3 separate regions of the Mus musculus genome follow, and all the other regions are linked to region 1. A link is a contact called in public Hi-C data. All regions are on one chromosome and are shown on one strand. The core of a region is the stretch at or near the end of the contact, and the rest is flanking DNA. Distances in the headings are between cores, read along the strand shown. Region 1 overlaps Npas3 (neuronal PAS domain protein 3). Region 2 overlaps Npas3 (neuronal PAS domain protein 3). Region 3 overlaps Npas3 (neuronal PAS domain protein 3).

Region 1 (4,313 bases), core at 1,807-4,306:
GTGTCAATCAAAAATCAAACTGAAAAAGAAAGCATATCAGATCATAGGAGAGCATGAAGCCTGCAGAGAGAGTGCATGAAGCCCACAGAGAGGAGCTGTTCCCAATAATCTCTGTGCTTATATTTTGGTTAGAGGAACAAAGAGGCCAGGTACACAGCTTTTAACCTAGGACTGTGTTTTCCTATCCCAGATTCAAAATTTATGAATACCTTCAGAGGGTGTGCTTGGAAGAGCAGACCTTCCTAATCACTTGTTAGCTTAACAATAAACCATTGAAGCTACTAATTTGCCTATAAACACACGATCCCACTGGAATTGCCCGACACAGTACAGTTCAAAGGGCCTAATAATTGCCCAGTTCTTTCCTATGGAACTGTTTCAACCCCTGCTGAACCTCAGAGGACAAAGAGTGGGAAGGGAACCCTGCCTCCTTCCCTGTTAGCCTGGTGCAGATCTTAAGCAGGACCTGTGGTCACTAATAGAGCCCTTGACTTCTCACCAGACCTCTCCCTCTCCGGGAGGGCTGTGTATTCAGATGGTTTTCTATCCTGGTGCCTCTGGATACCAACGTCCCAGTGGAGAAGCCACTTTCTGTTCAGAGGCAATGGCAAAGACTCCTTCTGGAGTGCTGTCCCTGACCAAGAGCCATGAAAGCCACCCCTTCAGGTCCCAGGGAAGGGCCCATTTCCTGGCCTCTATAGTTTGGGGGAAATTCTCCCAGTGCTCCCTGCAGTGAAGATGAGGTACAACTGCTGACGACCTGGGCTGTCATCTTCTTTTTCCACTTTAATTTTGCATAATTATTTTGGTGTTCTCTAGATTCTTAGCATTATGTTAATTCATATGATTTCTCATTTCCACGTGAAATAATAATAAAAAAAACTTAAAAATATTAGCAGTGGTTATATGACTTCAAATAACAAGAATTGAGACTGGCTTGTTCCGGGTCTGCCAGCCTCGTGCGAGTCCAAACTGATCTATTACTATATAACTCCCTTTGAATCCAAGAGTCTTTGTGTCACCTGCTTTCTATTTCTCCTCTATTTCTCTGTTTTCTCTCTCTCCCAAATTCTGTTTGAAATGGGGGTGTTAAAAACAGCTGTCTCAAGGAACTGTGGCCTTTCTTGGCCCATCTCATATGAGGGGTGCGTTAATCTGGCCCCCATTGAACACTGTGCCCCCTTTGGGGGGGTCAGGATATAGTAAAAATGAACACATATAGTATTAGCAGTTCAGAATGATTTGTGGCCTCCGGTTCCTCTCTTTTAAGGGTGGCTAAGATGAATAAAAGCCAAAATGTGAATATCAAAAATGTGCAGACTCAGCAAAATAAACTCATTCTCATATATATATATAAACACACACACATTGCTTCCTTGATTAAGGCTCAACACATATGCAGACAGAGAATATGAAATTTAGTTATGACAGTTACTGCACACCTAGAACATTCTTTATTAATCACTAGAAAACATAGTTCTTAACATGGTTTAAAAAAATGAATGCGCCTTCAGACCTGATCAGTGACGTTTCTTCATATAGTGAATGGCAGTTAACACCCCACTAGTCAAAGTACAGAGGAGTTTCCATAAACCATAAATGTGACATCTATATGTTACCCCCTACCCACAGTGTACCAGAACCATTTCAGAAGAAGAGAAAGATCAGTAGTTCTCAGCCTTCCTAGTTCTGGAAGCCTTTTAATGGAGCTGGAGCGCCTTGTGCTGTAGTGACCTTCAGCCGTAAGATTATTTTGTTGCCATGTCATAACTGTAATTTTGGTTTTGTGATGAATCGTAATGAAAATGTCTGCACTCCACAGGTTGAGAACCTCTGAGGGAGCTAGGTGGTAAGTGCCAGCAATGAGGGAGAACAGAGCAGAAACGGTCTCTTCTAGGTATGACTGAGCCACTGTACTCATGAACTCACTGTTGCTGTGGTTCCATGCACAGGACCAAGCAAGACAACATCTCAGCATGGAGTGGGAGGGGCTAGTGAGGCCTCGCCCCTGACTGAGGGTATATTGATATCTGGAGCTTTGGAGGAGAGTCAGTTTTCTTAAAAAGTGTGGGCCCTAGTAGATCAGCCACACTCCAGTGGATAGCCCCCCAACCCATGAATATATTAGCAGCTCCATGAATTGTTTATAAAATACAGATGCCATAAAGTTATCGGGGGTAAACCTGGGAACAGTTACACTGAGGAACGGGGAGTAAACATGACCAAAAGATGTTGCTTATATGCCTGTAATTCTCAAGGATTTAATACAACACTTAAGAAAGCATTCTTGTTCATGCTATTTAGGTCAATCTTGGGAAATGTAATTAATTTATAGTATCGGTTCATTAAAAGCATGTGCCCTTGACATGCAAGAAGAGACAATGTTGTATGTATGTCTTCTTTTAGATGAAGAACTACAGAGGACTGTGGGCCCCCCCCCCATCCCACCCCCTGATGCACAGCTCCCTTTTAAGTGAAATTACTAAATCTTCAATGACTATCAGGAGTTCACTCTCTGGGTCTTTTCAGATCTACATCTAATTTCCCCTGGAGGAATTGGGTCAGTTCCAATCAGTTTGCCCTGGATTAAGTAAAGCATGGCAGTAAAACATTCTTGGCAGATTGTTGTCATCACTGGCCAAATGGTCACAGTGTCCCTGATTCAACCTTGTCCTAATCTGCGCTCACTGCCCCTCGTGCCATGCACATGGGGTAAGTCCTGCCCTTTCCCGTCTATCCTTCCTGGGAAATAGCCAAACATCCTTTCATAATCAATGTCTGTGTATCCAGAGACCCCTGGCCACCAGCCAAACACTTATTGGTCATTGAACACCTTGCATGAGGTAATTTTCAATTATCTCATTAAGCTGGGTTGGGGATCTGGTCCTGTTTCCTTTGATTCTAAATGTGATTTGTGCTCTTACTGTTGAGAAAAGCAGGGCTTGTGGGTGCCAGTCTTCTGGGCACTGTCTTGTAGGAAAGGCCATCCTGTGCCCTTAATGAGGGAACGCACAAGGAACGAAGAAGCTAGGATTGAGAGTGAGTCTAGTTTGGAGGGGCAGGATCAGAGACAGAAAACGCCACGTGACTGAATGCGATGCTTATTTCTGATGGCATGGTATCAGAATAATCTGATAAAATTTGGAGACTTCTGTGATGGACTCAGCAGGGGAAAAGTAAAGCGTGTGCAATGTCTTGAGAGAAAATACCAACTCTTGTGCTGATACGTGCCTTTATATCTGAACACGGTTTCTTAAAGCAGTGCCAAACTGGGAGATTAGGAAAGCTTCTATATTTTCTTGCTTTAAAAAAAAATTAATACTGCTTGTGTTTCAGTGAAATATTTGATCATCTGCTGAGTCATTTTAAGAGTAAGGTCCATGCTATAAGTTGCAGGTGACATTTCAAAATCAGGAGCATGGAACTCCCAGGGTTGTGTGGCTGAGTGACTGACTGCATGTGTGACTCTGAGCGATGTGGAACCCAGCAGCTGGTGGGAGCAGGCAGCATACCTGAGATTACTCTGTTTCCAATGGCAAGTCTCACAAAAGCATAAGTGTGTCCCTCCCCTGGTGTCATTGTTTATAAAACTGTCCCCTAAACCAAGGGAGGATGACAGTTCTTAAAATACGCACACAGGAGAGGGAGGACTGTGGAGCTTCTTTGGTCTTCACTTGGAGATTTATTAAAAATTATATTTTTAGCTATTGAAAACAGTGACAAATGGCCATTTTTTCCCTATGATTTGTTAGTTTTGTGCCAATCACTAGTTTAATAAAAACAAAAAAAGGGGACACATGGTGTAATTGAATATTGTCTTTATGTATGTCTTTTGAATAAACAGGGTTTATTAAATTCATGACCTTAATTCCAAAGTGGAAAGAAAGTGTAGAACGTTCACCCAGAGTCTTTCACTAACCATGATCCTAGAATATTCTCATCCTTGGCCATAATCGTTCACCCCAGCTAAAGACTGCCCAAAGGGCTCACAACTGGACAACCAGAGCCCATAAGGGTTTGGAATTGCAGTTTCTTGGTTATCTTTTTTTCTGTCTGTTCAATACAAATTCGAATTATCTAGAAGGAGAAAACTCAATCTAGAAAATGTTTCTATCCAGGTTGCTTATAGGCAGTCAGTCTGTAGAGCATTTTCCGGATTAGTGATTGATGTAAGCAGGTCCAGCCCATAGAGGGCAGTGCCATCCCTGAGTCCCTGGTCCTGGGTTATATAAGAAAGCAGACCAAACAAACCAGGAAGAGCAAACCAGTAAGCAGCGTTCCTCCATGGCCTCTGTAACAGCAGTCAGCAGTGA
Region 2 (4,602 bases), core at 285-2,784, 300 kb after region 1:
CTGTATACGAGGGTCCCTACATACCATCAAGATGTCGAATTGGCCTTATTTTTACCACTGTGTTTTCCTCTCCCAGAGCCAACCCTGCTCCTTCCTCCCTGGAGGTGTTTGTGCTCAGGAAAACTGAACCAGCAGAATCCAAGCATAACAAGTCTTGCTCAGGCTTCATCAACTGTCTCTCAAGGAAGTTTACTCAAACTTTAATTGACTCCTAGAGAGTGGGCAACCCCAAAGCTAGCTGGCCTAACAGAATCATGAAGGCCTGGTGATGACCATTTTGCTGCTGTTTCCTGTGCCCATGAGTCCTCCCCTTGAGCCCTGAGCAGTACTCACATAGCCTCACAGCAACATTCAGATACAGCTGGAGGTGGTGGCCTGCTTAGCCCTTCAGTACATGTAACCTCTGCCTTTGGACATCTCAACAGCCTGATCCTCTGTGGTGGAACTATTCCACCCGATATTCAGAGTGACCTTATGTACTTCATACCTGCAATCAGATGTTAACCTTCACAGACCTTTCTAGCCATTCAGGCATTCATACACATTTCAAACATATCTGTATGTTATGTTTATCTCCATACCCCCCCCCCAGTGCAGGTGTGTGCATACACGTGTGTGCGCTCATGTACCCATTTATCCTCCTAATAGAATATAGACTCTACTATGGGGAGAATTTCTTTCCGCCCCATTCCTCCCTTCTCTTCTGTGACCTCAAACCTATGACAGGGACTTACACCCGTAGAAACTCCGTCAGGACTTGCCGAATGGATCTGTTGTGAAGTGAATTGTGAGCCTAGTCTAGACTCAAGATGGCTTTAGCCAAGCATGCTTCATCCACATATTAGGATGGCTTTGACCATTTTAGGGGCAATCCTTGTTTTCCTGAAGAATAGAACTAGAAGAGGAAGCTGTGTAGGGAGATAAATATTGGTTAGTGGGGAGAAATCGGAGAGAAGTTTTTGTTTGTTTTGTTAAGGGAAAAGAATGTAGAAATAAAGGGAAAGCAATCAACAGTACCTTTCTGTTTCTATAAATGACTTTCTATTTCTGGTTTTAAGTGCGAAAGAGATGGTTCTAAACGTATCCTGAATCATGATTAGTAATTTCATTGATTCTGTTTCTCCTGCTCATTAGAATCACTGGCTTTGGAGACCATGCCAATGTCTGGGTCTTTATAAGAGCCTGCGATTGACAGGACTTGTTTTCTTAGGCTTTAACGGATGACCTGGCACCTTACCATGAGATAGCCCTGACGCAAAACCATGTGCAATCTCTGCAAATGTGGAGCAGCACGCTTCTGAAGGACGAAGGATGCCTAGAAAGCCCAGTGCCACCTCTGTCCACAGACTGGAGCTAGCCACTCTTAAAGCCGCTTCTGAATCACTCAGGATCCCCAGGAACAGCAGCCACCCTTCCTCTCTCCCCTTCCTGTTGGGACGCTTTGATTTAAGACGATGTCTGTGCAGAACAGCTTTGTGCAGTGGTGTCATCTGACCCAGATTGTGTGTTTTTATGGTCTGAGCCAATTAGTTAAAGTGACTTTGACTATAATAGGGACCTGTGACATTCCTCAATATTATTGCATTAGTCACTCCGGAACGGTTTCCGGCTTGCGTTTGGAGTCTGGCTCTGTGCCTTCCTTATGATGATCATTATATGACTTGTGGCTGTCCTATGAAACAATAACCCTTGAGTCCTTGAGAGTAAACTCTGATTTTATTTCAATGAGTCCTTGGTGCCTGATGAACATGTGAATCACCTCTATTGTTCTGATTAATGATAAAGCCTTGCTTGTTTGTGTCTTTCAACTCTGTATTAGGCAAGGGAAGAGTGGGTTAGTAACCCCTAATCTGACCCTGGGGAATGAGGTAACTCTGAGAAAGTCACCTTGCGCCCACACTCTTTTTATTTATTTATTTATTTATTTTTTGGCTCTACCCATAGGGGACTCCTTAGATCACTGAGCCTTGTAGGTGCTGTGGTAGCTTTATGGGGACAGTCATTATGGGTACTTGGCCTGGGCAATGACTTTAGCCTCTATCCTAAAACTGAACGTTGCTGGGCTGGATCACATTAAATGTATTAGTCTGCCTACACAACAACACTACAGCAATATTGGCCATGCACTGCTTTAATGCGAGACAATGTCTCACTAGCCTCTGGACTCCATCACTTCAGATATTTCCTAAGACAGTAGCTATAATCCATTTCTGAGCCCCAGTGTACAGCGAACTTATTTGTTTAATTGATAAACAATTGAAGCCCAGCCCTCCAGCCTCTACTTCCCCATTGCCTTGATGGGAACCATAGTTGTCCTTTCCTTTGTCTTTCTCTTTGATCCTTGATATTTTTGTATTAATCTCTTGCACTCCCATCTGAAATCTTATGGCACTTCATTAGTTCAGGGCCTGACACTTGTTGTTGGAGCAAAATACACCTGACTTAAGAGCTGCCATTTGGGCCACATTCAGGCTACAGGTTCACATCATCAAATACATCTAAATGTGGTACAGCTGTGGCCATCATCCCCCAGAACTTTATTGCTTTAAACTGAATCACAGGTACCCAGCAAGCAACTCTGTTTTCCTCTACATTGAGTACACTCTACTATCTCATATGACCTTGTGGTCATGATCCCTCCTGTGTTTGGGAGATTTTTCCATTGTTCCTTCTGCAGAGTCATGTTCCTTCTGCTGAGTCATGTTCCTCCTACTGGTTCATTCTCCTTTTCTTCACTGCCATTCCTGACACTGTAACCCCCAGCAGTGTCCACTCTTCTTTATCCTTCAGTATACCCTCGGCTGTCACTTCAGAGTAGGCCTTCTTTATATTTTCTCACAACCATCTGTAATTCTGAGATTTTTAATTCATTCTCTTAACCAGAGCCCTGCTCTATTTACGTGTTACCGACTAAGTAAAGAAAGCAATATGAACCTTCAGTGATTTTTAAAAGTGGGTTTCTGGAGAGGATCAACTGACAAATGACAGCACTTGCCAAAGCACCTGGAGGGAGAGAAGGCACTAGAGGAGCCGAGTGCACCAGAGAACACCTCTGAGCTTGAAAACCATGGTGAGATTTACATAGATGTAGGGACTGACCAGTAACATGCATGGTCTCTGTCCACTCCCTTCCTTTCCTGAAAGAGGGTGAGGGGGAGATGAGGGAGGGAGGGAAGAGGGGAGGGAGAGACAGAGAGACAGAGAGAGAGAGGGAGAAAGAGAGAGAGAGTCACTAAGCATAAAAAAGGCTGTTTCCTCAGTACCAAAACCTGGGACTCCTAGAGCCCAGCCACACCTACCCCTGTACGCAATTGCTGATACTCAGTGTTCACTTTGCTCTGGAATCTGAACTGTTCAGAGGACACCACGCTCTTCTGGGAGCTTTAGAAAAGTGGGCGTCAGCCCTTTAAGCATAAGCATGGGTAGACAGAGTGACTATCATAGAATAGTACGTATTTCATTAACTCTAGAAAATAAACTAAAATCACTCTACATCTGCGCCATCTCCCTGCCAGAGCCCTGGTGTGTTCTTTTCCATTTCCATACAGCAGGCCTCAGAAATGCACCATGGCAGAGATGCAGAAAGTTAAAGATTTCTAAGTAAATTACAATGAATAAATTAGATTCGGGTTTAAGGCGTGCTACACCAGCAATCGTGGGGTTTTAGAGTGCGTGGTCATAGACAATGGATCCTCTTTAAAATGGGAAAAATAAAAGTGCTTATCTCAAAGGCTGTTGTGACAACTCAATTAAATGTGTATGGAAATCACCTGGCATTAATCCTAATCCCTGCACCTCAAAGCTGGCATTCGCCACAATAAAATGGCTATTGAGGAAACTCTAGCCAATCACCCACTGTTTAAGTTTTAAATTAGAGTAGTTGCCAATTTTGGAAATACCTGCCTTTGTGGTGATTGTGTGGTTTTTTTTTTTTTTTTTTTGAGGTAAATGTCCAAATATGTGTTAATTCCTGTGTTTTCTGTTGTCTGGGCCCAGGAAGTTGATTGGATTTTAGCATATACAGCCCAGAACCAGCAGCCAGCTTGTGAGCACAGACATATGACGCGGCTGTAAAAGAACATTCCCTCCTCCCTTCCTGTCCTCCTGTTTCCCCAGCACACCAAGTTTTGTGTAATTTATCGTCCCACAATCTGCATAATGACAGTGTGTCTCCCTTGTCCCTCTTAGCGCTTTAACTTTTCAGCCTTCTCTCTTTCCCTCTCCTTACTCTCTCTTCTTTTTCTTCCATTAAATTCTCTCTTCTTACATTTGCATTTTCTCATTTACATATATTATTCCCCATTATCTGGCAAAACCGTGGACTAAGATTCTCTTCCTGTCTTTATGGAGTTCATGGTAGCTATGTATCTCTGAACTGTATCACCCTAGAAGTTTTTTCTCTAACGTGTCTGACGGTACCACCGCCACCACAGTGTTAGGGCAGTACATACCAATCCTGAGAACAAATTGTGTCATGGTAGAGTTGGTTGCTATCTAGTATTGGTCAGATCTGCACTTGACCTCATAAATGTGTCTTGCTCAGAATTAACTTGGATTTAGCAAACATCACCTCGTGAACGGGATAAATGGAAAAACAAAACA
Region 3 (4,316 bases), core at 1,764-4,263, 360 kb after region 1:
TAACACTTCATTCAGTAAGAATATGTACATTAAAAAAAGTCAGGCATAATAGTGTTCAAATAACACTTGCACGAGACCCAGAATCCTAGGCTCTAGGCAACTTTCCATTTCTAAGCTGAGTGACAGGGTGTGCAATGGACTTCCCAGACCCTATTTCTCACCTAGTGGAAAAGGTCGTATTTTCAACCAGATATGAAATGTTATGGTCTATCCAAAAATAAGACATTTGGCCAACACTAAGTAGATACTTCATCTTTATCCTTGTTGCTTGATGTTAAAGATAAAGAAGTATTTAAAAGTCAGAGAATTCTTTACCAGCTATAAAGCATCTATGCCAATGCCCTCCTTGGTTTTCTGGACATCACAGTGGGATAGTCATTGTTGTTCCCATTTCACAGGGGGAAAAAAATGAGACACAAAGAGGCTGAGTGCTTTGCCTCAGGTAACAGAATCAGAAAATTTTGCAAGTCTCAACCTAACTGGACCCTGATCTGTCTGTCTTTCAATATCACAATGGCCACAGTGAAGCTTGGAGCTCAGAGGACAGGCAAACGCGACACAGCCTCTCCTAAGCCGTATCTGCCCAGATGCCTTGAAATTGCTTTAGAACGGAATGCCAAGCAGGGATTATTTGGTATATCATTTCTGGGTGTGTGTTTTTCTGAGCATTTATAGATCTCCGAGTTTCTAAGAAGCTGAGTTTTCCTGATAAAACAGGACAGATCATGATAAATGAGCATCTATGTAAGCCTAGCTGGGAGAGGATGGGACTGTAACATCCCTCCTGTGAAGTTAATCCTGTTTCTTTTAGCTATTTCTTTATTAGTTAATGAGGTCTTGCAGACAAAAAAAAAAAAAAAATGTGTGTCTCTGATGGTGTTTTAGCACCCTTGCCTCCAGGAACGGCTTCAAATATTCATAAAGTGGCTCATCTGACCAAAGCTTAAAGCAAAGGTGCATTAAGTATAAATTTACTCAACTTCAAATGTGGGTGGTCGAAAATCCACTGCTGAAATAACCTAAATACTCCTCCTGGCTGGGGTTTCCCACTCCTTGGCTCTGGGCGTTCATGTGAAGGGTGACAGGGTAGACGTATTATTTACAACAGCCAGGACTCTGAAGGGCAGCCCCGGAAGCTTTGATCCCTCTTCCTGACTGACAGGAGTGTGCATTGCTTTTGGAAAACAGAATAACTTAAAGGGAAGCAAAAAATAAAATGGAAAAGGCATCGCTGGCTGAGACCCTGGGAAGGAGAGCAGGCTCCAGATGGTACTGCTCCAGAGAGGCGAGGCAAGGGAGACTGACACTACCCCACCCCCACCCCACCCCACTCCCCGCCCCACTTTGCTTCCTCATGGCAAGGGAGCAAATGTGGCATCGAGATAGGTGGAGTGATGATCCACCATGATGGTTCTGGAGAGCAGAGCAGATGTGGAAACTCAACCACTGAACTGGGCTTCTTGTAGACCGAACCACAGGGGTCTCCTGTTGGGCCTTGTTGTTGCGATCCACCCAGAACAACAGGGGCCTCAGAATGCAGCAAGAGTTCACACGCACACACACACGCACACACATGCACACGTATGTACATACATGAACACTTTCCAAGCCCTGACAGATACACCCCATTCCTGTCTTCTCAGAGCACAGCCATAGAAACCCATCATGGTTTTCACCCATTTATGGTTTTGTTTCTCTAGTGTATCACTTCTAGAAGCTGAACCTGTGCTTCTCCTCTGATGATCCTGGGTATTATGTATACTTCAGCTCATAAATGAAACAATTCAGACCAATACTGCCCCCAGAGTCCCTAGGCAGGTACCTCTGACGTGCCATAAGAATGCTGTGCATCTTCCTGACTCTACCTGAGTGTGAGCTCAAGGAAAGCATCAGAGGCCAAAATGCCCAGCGTCACTGAGCCCCTGGTAACCTAGCACTGCCCAATGAGAAATGTCTGTTATCAAAAGACCCCATTCATGTCGAAGCCCTGAGTCTGTTATTCAGACTTTGGTAAAAATGACTGAATCGTCTGAATATGGGAAATATCTGAGCCACGACTTCCAGAAAGCAGATGGCCATGTAATCTCTCTCACTACAAAATCGGAGAGAGAAAGACATCTTTTACTAACAAGGCTAATAATTCAAATATTTCCTGCTGCAGCTAGCTCAGTGCTCAGCATCTTATTCATAGGATCTGATAATGAATTTTCTATAAATGTGTAAGAGGAGGGAGTCCTTTAAAAAAAAACAGCACTATAATAACACTGCCTGAAAAAGTGTCATAGCATGTGTTCTCTGTGCTTCTCCATGAGTAGGCGAAGGTTTGATGACAGCCGTTAGGACTGTAGAAGATACAACCTAATATCAATTGTTCCCAGTGAGATTCCCTCAGAAGAAATAATCTTTAGTTCTGGGATGTATATTTGACTGGTGTCCTGTACTTGATTTTATTTTTCCAGGTGATTCACATAACAGGCCGGCTTCGCCTCAGAGTGTCGCTGTCCCACGGGAGGACCGTCCCCAGCCAAATCATGGGTCTGGTGGTTGTGGCTCACGCCTTGCCTCCCCCTACGATCAATGAAGTCAGAATTGACTGCCATATGTTCGTCACTCGAGTAAACATGGATCTCAATATCATTTACTGTGAAAATAGGTACTTTGTTTTCATGTTCATTTGCCCGCTGCGCGCACTGCCCACTGGTGAAGGTTTGGTTTCGGCTGCCTGAAAGATTTTACTTCCCCAGTGAGGCTCATTATAAATCCTGATCTTGTTTTTAATGGCTGCTTGGACTGACACCAAACATGCTTTTTATTTAAAACGTACATTGTTTCCCTGATTTACATTTGGGACAACAATTGAATGAATTGGGATACCCAGACATCCATCCGCTATTAAAAAAAAAAAAAAAAAAAAAAAGCCCATTTTGGCTGAGGACCCAAGTACAGAGCAGGGATGGGGTATTATTGGCAAAAGGATGCAGTGAAAGGCATCTCCTGTGCCTCTGGGTGACCTGCTTCCCGCTAATTCAAGGGCCTGGCATCCTGTTGGGCAGTGTCCTCGCAGACACTTAGCACAGGACAAATGAGAATCTGAGGCCCCCAGAGGAAATCCGCTGCTGCAAAAGGAATTTGCAACACTATTAAGTAAAGCTTTGTCATCCCGAGGAGTTTTCTTTTATAAATTAAAAAAAAAAAAAAAAAAAAAAGGTGACTCATCCTAGAAATGGGTTGGCAGTTCGTTTCCAAGACTGAGCTTTTACAAAAGGGACATTTTAGTCTATGGTTTGAAAGTTCACTTTTTCCATTAAGCACAAAGCAAGGGACAGAGATCGAAGATGGTGCACCTTACAGACCTTTCACCTGGAAGTCACCAGCCCATCTGACTGATGTGAAGAGGGAATCAGGATGCAGAGTGAGGGGAGGAGGGGCTGCAAAACTGTCCATCTCCTGGTGCTGCCAGGAGCATTACTGAGACAGTTGAGGGAGGATGCTTTCTGGCCATAGATTGTTGTCAGGTTTGAAGGCAATATATGTCCCCTGAGCCCTGTGAACGCCTTCACACAGGAAACCAGAGAGCAGAATGGTCAAGTGGCCTGGGTAATTAACCTCTGCAGATCCTAGCCAAGAGGAAGGCCAAAAGCGCCTGCGTCCACCCAGTCTACTGGGAACTGCTACTAAAGCTGAGATTGCTTTGGGATTGGTCTCCTATTTCCAGCCAGGGACTAAATGGGAAGAAAGAATTTATCTGACCTCCGATGCTCAGGAGTGCAGACAGCATCATGTACCTGTCTTTATTATGCAGTAATTATGCCTAAATCTGCTCAAGTTTTGTTGACATTTATAAAGTCTTCATCACCATGACCATACACTTGGGTGTGTCAGTGGTGTTCTGGAGAGGACACAGGAGACCAGGAAAGACAAGTCAGCCAGAAGGATGGGCAGGAGTGGCCTCTGACTTTGGCCAAGTGTATCTAGTCATCACCCTACAGTCTCAGGTCAGCCTGCTCCATAGGTAAGAGCTTGCTCCTGCTCCTGTCAGCCTGGGCAAGTTTGAATTAAAGAGTCGCAGCCCCTGACTTAGCAATAGCCTGTGCCGTCTCCCAGCCTTTGATTTTTCTTTAGTGGCCATGGTGAATGGCAAGAAACCAGTCAGAATAACCTCCCTGAGGAACTTTCCATATATACACACAATGGAAGAACACAATTAGCATTTACAAAGCCATTTAGTCTCTAAGTAGGCTGCAGGACAGAGAAGGAAACCAATGGAGGGACAGAAAGGAGAGCAATTCCAGAATAGATCACACCTCAGGCTGGGC

Evidence for each region. Hi-C and Micro-C count contacts between places; a contact is called where the count stands out from the background.
Region 2: a contact with region 1 is called in a Hi-C map of the N1E-115 cell line, with 11 times the contacts expected there. The contact joins two enhancer-like sites. A contact is called at or near these places in 1 of 15 datasets of contacts at CTCF or cohesin (the NIH/3T3 cell line), 1 of 484 Hi-C or Micro-C datasets (the N1E-115 cell line), 1 of 115 datasets of contacts at active chromatin or transcription factors (neural progenitor cells) and 1 of 9 other capture datasets (embryonic tail).
Region 3: a contact with region 1 is called in a Hi-C map of the N1E-115 cell line, with 5 times the contacts expected there. The contact joins two enhancer-like sites. A contact is called at or near these places in 1 of 15 datasets of contacts at CTCF or cohesin (the NIH/3T3 cell line), 8 of 484 Hi-C or Micro-C datasets (the C2C12 cell line, the N1E-115 cell line, cerebral cortex and 3 more) and 1 of 115 datasets of contacts at active chromatin or transcription factors (embryonic basal ganglia).

The regions. Positions count from the first base shown.
Region 1 is chr12:53,678,020-53,682,332 of GRCm38.p6, forward strand. The region is part of intron 4 of Npas3 (neuronal PAS domain protein 3); the gene reads left to right. Among named protein-coding and RNA genes, the nearest start is that of Gm35614, 150 kb to the right of the region's middle. Within about 2 kb of position 3,057, at least 2 of the 459 cell types and tissues checked have an H3K27ac peak or open chromatin away from gene starts, as enhancers often do. A contact at or near this core is called in the N1E-115 cell line, where this site is marked.
Region 2 is chr12:53,982,582-53,987,183 of GRCm38.p6, forward strand. All of the region lies in intron 6 of Npas3 (neuronal PAS domain protein 3), which reads left to right. Among named protein-coding and RNA genes, the nearest start is that of Gm35614, 150 kb to the left of the region's middle. Within about 2 kb of position 1,535, at least 18 of the 459 cell types and tissues checked have an H3K27ac peak or open chromatin away from gene starts, as enhancers often do. A contact at or near this core is called in the N1E-115 cell line, where this site is marked.
Region 3 is chr12:54,042,073-54,046,388 of GRCm38.p6, forward strand. Npas3 (neuronal PAS domain protein 3) reads left to right here. Exons shown (of 12, transcript NM_001370962.1): 8 at 2,460-2,653. Among named protein-coding and RNA genes, the nearest start is that of Gm35818, 98 kb to the right of the region's middle. Within about 2 kb of position 3,014, at least 4 of the 459 cell types and tissues checked have an H3K27ac peak or open chromatin away from gene starts, as enhancers often do. A contact at or near this core is called in the N1E-115 cell line, where this site is marked.